2 separate regions of the Mus musculus genome follow, and region 1 is linked to region 2. A link is a contact called in public HiChIP or PLAC-seq data. All regions are on one chromosome and are shown on one strand. The core of a region is the stretch at or near the end of the contact, and the rest is flanking DNA. Distances in the headings are between cores, read along the strand shown.

The links. HiChIP or PLAC-seq counts read pairs in DNA pulled down with a chosen protein or histone mark.
Region 1: a contact with region 2 is called in an H3K27ac HiChIP or PLAC-seq map of regulatory T cells, with 6 times the contacts expected there. The contact joins two enhancer-like sites. A contact is called at or near these places in 13 of 484 Hi-C or Micro-C datasets (CD4 T cells, CD8 T cells, Th1 cells and 9 more), 18 of 115 datasets of contacts at active chromatin or transcription factors (the 230-238 cell line, CD4 single positive thymocytes, CD8 T cells and 13 more) and 5 of 9 other capture datasets (adipose tissue, bone marrow-derived macrophages, embryonic stem cells and 2 more).

What each region holds. Positions count from the first base shown.
Region 1 is chr12:108,757,336-108,762,707 of GRCm38.p6, reverse strand. It overlaps Gm33682 (a long non-coding RNA gene), which reads left to right. Exons shown (of 2, transcript XR_381914.3): 2 at 631-977. Gm33628 (a long non-coding RNA gene) reads left to right here and starts at 4,517. Exons shown (of 2, transcript XR_381913.2): 1 at 4,517-4,898. Within about 2 kb of position 1,342, at least 63 of the 459 cell types and tissues checked have an H3K27ac peak or open chromatin away from gene starts, as enhancers often do. A contact at or near this core is called in CD4 single positive thymocytes, Th1 cells, acute myeloid leukemia and 10 more, where this site is marked.
Region 2 is chr12:108,627,642-108,632,872 of GRCm38.p6, reverse strand. The region is part of intron 1 of Evl (Ena-vasodilator stimulated phosphoprotein); the gene reads right to left. Among named protein-coding and RNA genes, the nearest start is that of Mir342, 28 kb to the left of the region's middle. Within about 2 kb of position 1,477, at least 97 of the 459 cell types and tissues checked have an H3K27ac peak or open chromatin away from gene starts, as enhancers often do. A contact at or near this core is called in CD4 single positive thymocytes, Th1 cells, acute myeloid leukemia and 10 more, where this site is marked.

The DNA of each region.
Region 1 (5,372 bases), core at 93-2,592, 130 kb before region 2:
AACTGATACTATTTCTTCTTGTTCTTCTTCTTGTTCTTCTTCTTGTTCTTCTTCTTGTTCTTGTTCTTCTTCTTCTTGCTCTTGTTCTTCTTGTTCTTCTTCTTGTTCTTGTTCTTGTTGTTGTTGTTGTTCTTCTTCTTGTTCTTCTTCTTTTTGTTCTTGTTCTTGTTCTTCTTGTTCTTTTTCTTGTTCTTCTTCTTGTTCTTCTTCTTGTTCTTCTCCTTCTCCTTCTCCTTCTCCTCCTTCTTCTCCTCCTTCTTCTCCTCCCTCTCCCTCTCCCTCTCCCTCTCCTCCCTCTCCCTCTCCCTCTCCCTCTCCCTCTCCCTCTCCCTCTCCCTCTCCCTCTCCCTCTCCCTCTCCCTCTCCCTCTCCCTCTCCCTCTCCCTCTCCCTCTCCCTCTCCCTCTCCTTCTTCTTCTTCTTCTTCTTCTTTTTTGGTTTTTGGTTTTTGGCTTTTTCAAGACAGGGTTTCTCTGTATAGCCCTGGCTGTCCTGGAACTCACTCTGTAGACCAGGCTGGCCTTGAATTCAGAAATCCGCCTGCCTCTGCCTCCCAAGTGCTGGGATTAAAGGCATGCGCCACCACCACCCAGCTTCTGATAGTATTTCTTAAAGATGTGTTTTTTATCAGGGGGCTCTGATGGCCCTCAGCACCTCGTCTGCTCTCCCCACCCCAATGCTACCCAGAGAAGGAGAGAGAAGAAGCTGCCCATTGGAGGAAGCCCCTGAAGGAGGCCCTTCCCTGGCCTCGGGGCCTGGAACAACAGGGGAAAATCAGATCAATGAAGGTTTGATTGATGACCACAGGATGGAGAAGCCAGAGGGGACCACACAGTGCCCAGACACTCCCAGGGGAAGGTGTTCACCTCCAGTCTGTTTTTCTGTTGTCAGGGGCACACTCAGGTGTTTTCTGCTTTGCAGATATTGTCTGCCCCTGGCCTTAAAAAATAAAAAAATATGTGTATTTATTATTTTTAATTCTCTCTCTTTCGTGTGTGTGTGTGTGTGTGTGTGTGTGTGTGTGTGTGTGTGCGGATGCTCAAGAGCTACAGGTGGTTGTGAGCCACCTAATGTGTGTGCTGGGAATGGAACTTGGGTCTTTGGACAGAACAGCAAGTTCTTTTAAACAGAGTCTTCTTGCCAGCCCAAAATAACCTTCTTAGCATGAGTGGTTCCAGTCCCAGCCTCTGGTCCTATTTCTCTTTTATCCTGTCCACCAGGAAGCTGCATGCCAACGTCACATTCACTTCCTCCCTTCGTTGACATTTGTACAGGAAATGCTGCTTGCATTTGTGACTCCTCCCTTCCCCCTCTTTCTTGCAGAGGAACTCAGGGCCTTCCACAGGCTGGGCCAGGGCTCTGTCAGCTTTGTCATAGCTACCGTAAGTCTTCTGGGGGTGAGACAGTCTTGGGAACACTCTCACTTGTTTTTTTCTGAGACGAGGTCTAAGTAGACCAGGCTGGCCTCACAGACATCCATCTGTCCTGCCTTCTGAGTGTTAGATTAAAGGTGTGTGTCACCACACCCTGCCTGATAGATTGCCTTAGAAGTCATGTGTGTTATGTAGGTATGTATGTGTGCAAGGACTGAGGTTTCAGACAGTGGCTTCTAAATCATTACAGCCTGGCCCAAATTCATCTTTAACCAAAATAGAAACCATCAAAACCAACATGTTTTTGCCAGCAAGAGCTATGTTTTACCCTATATACAGTACAAGGATCCCTGCTTTGGACCTGTTTCTCCTGGACTCTGGAGACCGTCATCCGCACCCTGATGGGGGTGGACGCGTTTCCTAACAATAAGCTGTTGAGATGTTTCGGGGAGTTGTTTGTTGACAGGTCAGGTGAGGTTGGTTCTGAAAGGTGGCTTGTACAATGTGCAGATAAACATTGTCACGGGGTCCTGGGTTCTTCCTGTTGGTCAATGCTGGCTGTGGACACTGGTCTCGTGGGTTTGCTGAGGTGTGCAAACACAAGTTTGACTCAGAGCTGCCTGCAACTCCAGTTCCAGTGGATTCAGCGCCCTCTTCTGCCCTCCTCAGGCTTCTGCAACCACATGTGTGCATGAATGCATGCCTGAAAACTCAGCCCCAGTGTACTTAAAATTGTATATGTATATGTATATGTATGTGTATATGTATGTGCATATATATGTGTTAATCCTTTCAGCAGCTGTCACGGGTGCCTTTGGTGGGGTACACTAGCACTCTGCAAAGTGCTCTTATTATCTTCAAGGTCATTTCTTCCTTCCAAGAGGCCGGGAGGAACAGGAAGGGACAATACAGGTTCCAGCGTTTGGATTCCCCTGTGAGGACCAGGCAGGGAGTCAAGTGTGCTGGGATGGAGGTTTAACAGCCGAACCCTTATCTTATCCTTATGTCAAACATGGAGTCAAGAAAGGACTGGGCGATTTAAGATGCTTGCAGGCAAAGAGGGCCAGGCAGGGGGGCTGACTTCAGACCCTTAGCATCCACATCAAAACCAGGCAAGGTGGGGTAGCTCCATTGCTGGAGGGGAGGGGAGGGGATGAGACAGACAGACAGACAGATCCAGGAGGCTTACTGACCCGCCTGCCGGTCTAGCTGAGAAGGTTCAGGAGGAGATCCCATCTGCAAACAAACAAGGTGCAGAGTGATGGAAAAAGACACTCAGCACTGATCTCTGCTCTTCTCCCGCGCACATGTGTATATGCAGCATGTGCGTCTGTACACACATGTAAACATGTATGCAACTATACATGCAGGTCCATACAAAAATAAAATTGTGTACCTGAGCCCAGCATTGTGGCACAAGCCTGTAATCCCCGGTGCCCTGGAGGCTAAGGAAGGAGGGTCACAAGTGCAAGCCAGTTTGGTTTGCATAGCAAGGCCTTATCTCAAAAACAGAAAAATGTGGGTCTGGGGTATTGAGTAGAATGCTACACTGCAAATTATGGCCCTGGGGCTAAAAACAATAGCAAAGTATGTGCCTACAACTAACGTCATTGAAAGAAAGCACAAAAGGAGAGAAAGAAAATGGAAGCCCCCAAACAAACTCATCTGCCTGTATTTCTCTGAGACCGTAACAGCTCTGCTGCTGGGAGTGGGGTGCCCTGTACACGCAGAGAGTTCAGCCTCCAGTGGGTGGTCTCCAACACAGCTAACTCTCAGCTGTTACTGAAGGCAGTCCCTAATGAAGACGTCAACTCTAACAGCCCATGAAACCTCCAGGCCTGTTTCACGTCTGATCTCTCTCTACCTTGCTAGCTGGTCCATGGAAGCCTCCAGCTCAGTGTCGCAAGTCAGTCAGCCTACACTGTCTGCGAGCCCAGGGAGGAGGCGTCCTGCAGGCAGCCTTCGGGATGCCAACTCTGCCGGGCAGAGTGGTGCACGCCTTTAATCTCAGCACTTGGGAGGCAGAGGCAGGTGGATTTCTGAGTTCGAGGCCAGCTTGGTCTACAAAGTGAGTTCCAGGACAGCCAGGGCTATACAGAGAAACCCTGTCTCGAAAAAACAAAAAAAAAAAGGATGCCAGCCCTGGGACTGAGACTGACTTCAGGTCTAGCCTCTGAGGAGCTTCAGGGCCAGCGCTGAGTCAGCCAAGTTATGTGGAAAGTAGGGTAAGGTGGGGTATACCCAGGAATTCCCTTGAGATCGAGTAGTGTGTCTGGAGAAGGGGACTAAGGGCAGAACGGGGTTCTGATAGGAGGCATCTGTCTCATCCCCGCGGCCTTGGTCAGTGACAGCAAGCACCCGTGGCTGTTTCGGGGGCACTCCTGTACTCCCATTCGCTCTTCCAACCCACCCCAGGGACCCGACTCTTCCTCCAGCTCAGCTCCAGGCTCTCAGCTGACAAGCACGCAGGTGCCCCCTCAGCCTCCCAGTTCTGTTGCCAGGCAGTCCAGCCTAAAGATCTAGGCCAGCCATCAGCCTTTGGGAACCTCCAAGTGCTATACAGTTTCTGTCAAGCCTAGACATACCTGGGAAGACAGAATCTCGCATTACCTCAATCAGGATGGCCTGTGGGCAGGTCTGGGGCGGGCGGGCGGGGGGGGGGCATTTTCTTAATTGCTAATTGATGTAGGATGACATGCTATCTTTGGGCAGATAGGCCCGAGTTGTATCAGAAATCAAGCTTAGCAAGCCTTGGGGAACAAGCTAGAAAGCAGCGTTCCCCCATGCTCTCCGCTTCAGTTCCTGTCTGGGCTTCCCTCCATAGTTGACATAACACAACCACCCACGCCAGGTTGCTTTTGGTTAAAGTGTTCTTTCACGGCAAGAGTAAAGCTAGCCGGGACCCCAGGGAAAGTACGCAGGCGCAGGCATCAGCTAAGGTGTAGTTCCTAAGCTATATTTGTGTCCACACAATGTTGAGTTCCTACTGCATACCAGACCCTCTATCTATCTGAAGGGGAGAGAATCCTGAAAAGCAGTTCTGTATGGTACCAGAAAAATCCCGAGGGAGCACAGCGCAGCACACACACACACACACACACACACAGCCCAGCATGCACTGCTACTGAAGTGCAGTTAGCAGGGAGGAAGCCAGGCGGAGCCACAGAGCAGACTACGGAGAACAGCAGGCCAGTGCAGGCCCCGCCTCTCTCGCGGCACGTGACCAGACTAGCCAATGCCTGCGCGGGGTGGGTCTGCTGGTCCCAAAGCACCGCCTCCCGGGTGCTCGAACGGGAAAGAGACGCCAGCAGGAGGCGCCACGGGGCCACGGCCCGACCGTGCGTGCGCTAACAAGTCATCGGGTCCACGGTTCCTGAGGTCGCAGCCTCTCCGCCTGGTTTGGGTTTCCGCGGGGCGTGGACGCTGAGAGGATTGCTTCCCCGTTGCGAGTTCGCTTGAGTTGGGGACGCGATGGCGGAGTGGCCGCGCCCCTGTGTGTCCCCAGCTGAGGATGTCCCTGCCTAGGGTGCGTACCGTTTACCGCCAGTCCTCACCTCTGAAAATGAGTGCGACTCAGTCTAATAAAGGTAGCCGTGCTGAGCAGGGATTTGGAGGACAGGCTCGGAAGGGAGTGGGCCAGGGAAGCCACACACCCAGGAACCCTTGGCTAAGCACAAATGGGAACTGACCTGGACGCACCTGGGTCATGGCTCCCATCCTGCTGACAGGAAGGAAGCTTAGAGAGTCACAGAAGTCACCTTAACTTCATTTGCTATAGTATAATTTGTATTTCAGACCCTTCTGCTCAGACTAGATCAACTCTGGTCTTACAGAGTGATTTCAAGGACAGCCAGGGCTACACAGAGAAACCATGTCTCCCAAAAAACCCCAACCTCGCCCCCCCCCCCAAAGTTGCAGGTATAAGGCCTTCAGGTTTTACTTTTGTTAATTTCTGGTTTGATTTACCTCGTGGTTAGAGAATTTAGTCTTACCTATTTTC
Region 2 (5,231 bases), core at 228-2,727:
TGAATTTGCAAATTCAGAAGTTAGAGCTTTGGATGGCTCAGGTCTTCTCCTCAGGGAACCTTCCATATCATCCCTATAAAATAGGAGGTTCCTATCTAGTAACTACAGCTGCATTTGCACCCCTGTATCTATAACTTCAGCTTGCTCATAGCTCCTTCCTCCACAAATGTACATGCTGATATTTTGTTTCACTTGCTGCTCTCACTGTCTACCTCAACAGGAGCCAGTGGAAAGGCACTGCCACAGGTTGAGTGGCTCTGCTGCCTTGAAATGTCCTTTGTAGTTAAGGCTAATCTCAAACTCACAAAGATCCATTTGCTTCTACCTCCTGAATTCTAAAATTACAGGCCTAGCAAGCTCACTACTTTTGAATTGAGCCTCATTCAAGGTCTAAGGACATGGGCAGAATACAGACATACATTCTCCCCAGAATATCACAAGAACGGACTCTAGCTCAGGTCCTGACAAAGTCCTTGTTCGGCTCTGAAACTTTATGAGCCAGGCGATCTTAGTTTTGAGACAAGGTCCTCTCTGACCCTGGAACTCATCATTGGCCAGGATGGTTGGTCAGTGAGCTGCAGGGGTCTGTGACACCTCCTTAACCCCTGAAGTGGGCTTACAGATGCATACTGCCACACCCACCCTTTATATGGATGCCAGAGATCTGGACAATTCAGATCCTACATGCATGGCAGGTACTATATCGACTGAGCCATGGTGCGGGCCTGCAGTTCTTTCAGGTTTTGGTCTTCTGGGCTCCACCAGATGCCCACTAAGTTCAGTTTATAATATTCTGGGGCTTCTTTAGTCTAGAGCGCTACATTCTGAATTCTCATTCCTCACACAAGCCAGTTTCAAAAGCCTACAAACCATGTGGTCAGGTTTATCCCAGGAATGGCCTCACTTCTGAGTGCCAGGTTTTTGTGTTGGTTACTCGTGTTGTTGCTGTGACAAAACCCCTAACAGGAGCAACCCAAGGAAGGGTTTGTCTGGCTAATGGTCTAAGAAGGGATCAGTCCAGGTGTAGTGGTACACAACTTTAATCCTGGTACTTAGGAGGCAGGTAGGTGGATCTGTGAGTTCAAGGTCAGCTGGTCCACAGAATGAGACCCTGCCAAACAAATGAACAAACAAAGGGAGAAAGTCTTTTACGACAGGAAATGGCAGACCAGTATTAGGAACCTGGTCATACTGTGCCACCTGTCAAAGAGTAGAAAACAGACAGGAAGTGGGGCCAGGGGATAAAACCTCATGGCCTACCTCCAGTGATCCACTTCCACCTAGTGAGGCGCTACCTCTTAAAGTTTCTATGACTCTCTCAAACAGGACTATCAGCTGAAGACCACAGGTCCTAACATACTAGCCTGTGGGAGATATGTCACAGTCAAACTGTGGTGGGTCTCTTAGCTCAGGTTGAGCTGACAGCCCCACATGCTGCCACCCTGCACGGCTCTGACACCACCCTTCCTTGCTTAGCTCTGCAGAGGGCAATCTGAGCTGGCTTCTAGGAGTGCTCTCACATGCACAGACAGCCACTAGGCAACAGCTCCAAAGAGGGAAGCCCTTTAAACAGAACTCAGTTGTCTCTGCTCAGACCTGCTTCCTCTTTTTCTAGTTCTTACTAAGCCTAACTCTATGTGACCTGGAATTTCAGGATCTGCCTCCTGTGAACCAGTTAGCTTAAGTTCCACCTTCTTCCCTAAAATAGAAAAGCAAACAGAGGCAGAGGCCTCTAGCCACTGTAGGGCTTATCATGATATTTCTTCTCAAGAGTCAGAGTCCTATACACTGTCTGACGCCTGTTTGATTCAGTACCCATTGTAGATTTTGCTCATTTTACAGATGTTTTCAAAGTAAGTCACTACTGTCACTTCATCAAGGAGAGTAGCAGAATCAGTTAGTTACTACAATAACAAAGGTTATTTTTTTCATTTCCTGAAGATATTGGCCTATGTGTAACCATCTCTGCGATAAAGTAACTTTCAGTTTCCTCTCCCACTCCCTCTCACTTTTACCTGGTGCTACCGTCTTTTCTGGTTTTAGTAAGCAGGTAGCTTGAGCGAACCTTCTGGGAGACCTTTTAACTCAGTCCTAGAGCTTTAGTAATACACTTAGCAGAATTATGAGAAGGAGCAGGAAAGGAAAAGAGCTCTGGCCTGCCCTTGCTTTATACATGACTTCCTGGTTATCCCCACCTTCACTCTGGCTTCCTCATCTGTTCATTGAAAGGAATGGCTTTATTAAAAATTCATGGATTGGCCTTGAGGTGGTTAGCAGGTAAGAACTGACTCTCAAAACGGTTGTGTGTTCCATGTGCCCCCTTCCCACATACAAAATAAAAATAAAAACTATGCATAACAGGTCTTAAGTCAATCATGTAAAGACAACAGAACCTGTTGGGAATATAGGATAAGGGATGTTGGCACCAAAGAAGCAGTTTAGTGAGGAAGAAAGCCGTTCTGTTAAGAAAGCAGCATGTAATGTAATATGATGAACCAGCACAGAGCTTAAGATATAAGGTACCAGCAGGATTAGGGTAAATGGTGACCCCACAAAGGAACTTCAGAATGAGTGAAGAGGAATGTACCAACACCTGCAGCAGATGAACCAAGGCTGCTGGCTCTACTGTGTCAGCACAGAAACATCTACTTGACCTGCAAAAGGCACTGTCAGATTCTAAAGAACTTGGGAGTTTGCTAAAAACAAATCAAGAACTAAACCCAAAGCCAGTTCCCTTAGGAAACTTCCTTGAGAGACCAGCAAACTGGCTAGGGACTGTTCATCTCACCTTGGTGGAACACAGATGAGATTATATCAGGCCCCTAGAACCTAGAACAACTGACACCTATTAAAGACACCAAGGCACCACTGACTTAAGAGCACAGCACAGAGACCCTAACACCTGCCAAAATGAGAACAAAGACCTAATCCAGCAGGTCTATAGTTCTGGGAAAGTCCTTAAATACACTGACCTTGTTGTTTGGCTTCTGTGGCTCTGCCTACTGGTAACTGATCTTGCTAATTGAAGTGTGTCAACCAGGATATGGTTTTTGTGCATAAAAAGACAAGATCAGTTAAGGCTGATGGTTACACAATTTGGGCAAGTTCCCCAATGTGGCCCCTGGCCAGAGAATAAAGGCGTTCTATTGGCTTCAAGAGTCCATGTGTTCTTTGAAGGACTCACTTCACAACAGCATCATGTTAGTCACCTTTCTATCATTATAACAAAATGCCTGGACACTGACTACTGAAGAGACTGAACTCATACTTTTGAAGGTCTGGTCTGTTTGTTAAAACTTGTTTTAACTCAAATCAGGCAGCCCCATTCTCTGGGCCTCTGGTAAGGGTGACACATAATGGCAAAAGCAGATGGCAGAGCAAACGACTTAACAGCCAGAAAGCCCATAGAGACTGGGAGTCTAGGATCCCTCCAAACTTTCCAGGACATGTCTCTCGTGGCCTAATGGCCTCCTCCTAATGGCTTACAACCTTTTCAACAACACCACTCTGGGATATCAATTTTTAACACTCAGCCCTCTGGGATAGCAACTACAGCAAGTACAGAAGGAACTTTGAATGATAGCAAAGGAGATCATTCCTGAAGAACTGGCACACCATCCACCTCTGTGGTAAAGGCAGGACACTTTAAGAAGGAAGCAGGGAGGTGTTAGAGTAAAGAGGGTAGAGACATCTTCACTCAAAATCTGCTATCTCCAATGCAATGAGGTTAGTTAGCAACATTCAGTAGGCCTTTTGATATGACAGTATTTGTGTTGTCATTATCTGTGTCTTAGAGTCTTAACTACACCTTCAAAAATCAAAATGGAATTGGACTTGCTGGAGATTCTTGTATTTTCAATGACTATCTGCTAGGCCTTTCTTCCAAGGTTTACATTCAAATAACTGCTAGCCAGACATGCTCACTCTCACAGCACAGTTGCAGCTCTTGCTGCAGGCGCTACTTAAGTGGACCAGCTCTGTAAAGACCAGCTTACTGTAGTGAGAATTTTGGAATTTTGTTTTCTTTAAACACAGGGATATTATAAGAATGTGTTTTTGTTCTAATCTGATGTATGTGGATATGGGGCTTCTCCAAACTGACTGCAGCAGTAGACTATGATTTGCCTCATGATCTAGCAGAGTCATAGTTTTGCTAGCTGCAGATAGTGTCTGCTATTGTGTGACAGTTGGAATTCTAGAACTTTTCAGAGGGTAAATAAATGCTAGGGCCCCAAGAGGCTGATTGGTGGTCATTGGGGGGGGGGTGTTTGCGGTTGGATGTGGCTTGTTAATAGTTGTGTTCAAAGAACAAAGAAATTATATTCAGGGTCTCTCTCTCTCTCTCTCTCTCTCTCTCTCTCTCTGTCTTCCTCCCTCCCTCTCTCCCTCCTTCTTTCTCTCTTATTTAGTGATGGGGGGGGGTTAAAACAGGGGGGGTGGGGGGGGTAGAATAAAGGATGGGAAAAAGAACTCACAAAGCAGCAGAGACCAGCTATAGATTACTAAACATCCTAGGCAAAACTCAATGACCCAAACTCTCAAGCATCCATCCACAGCCTGGGGGTTGCCCTCACACACTTTCCCTCTTCAGCTACAGAACTTGGAGAATAATGTGTAAACAGCCAGATAAGAAGACACTTGAGCAATTCTGTAGGGAAATGCAACTTGTCTCTTCAGCCATCTATGGCCCACGGCTTTGGGCTCCTGAGGACACTGCTTTGATCTGTCTGCACATGCTCCCTTCATAGTTATGAACTGACAGTAGGGCTTCTGTGCCTTCACACCTAGTTATCCTCCCTCCTGAAATAACCGCCATCTACCGGCAGTCAAAATTAGGCTTGTCTTCCAGGATTCTACTTGCACGCTTTACCTCATCAACAGCATTTACTGAAGAAAATGCAGAGAGCTATCACAGGCACCGTAATATCCACTTCTTCAAAGAACGTTGTCCTTTGGTAGAGGATACTGTTCAGTCATCTTTTAGTATCCATTTGCTCCAGCACAGCTCTTGAAACACATGGCACACGTTCAGAATCTCAGTTAGGCTCTTCTGCTGGGAGGACTGGGACTCAAGAAGTACACAAGTACTTACGGAGAAGGACAGACATGGAAAAGGAGAGCTGGGCCTACCATGGCTCAGGGCAGCCCCACTCCTAACCAAGGCCCTGCTAAAGTCATCTGCAACATAAGCAGGTATGACTGGCTATGGTAACAGAATGCCCAAAGACATA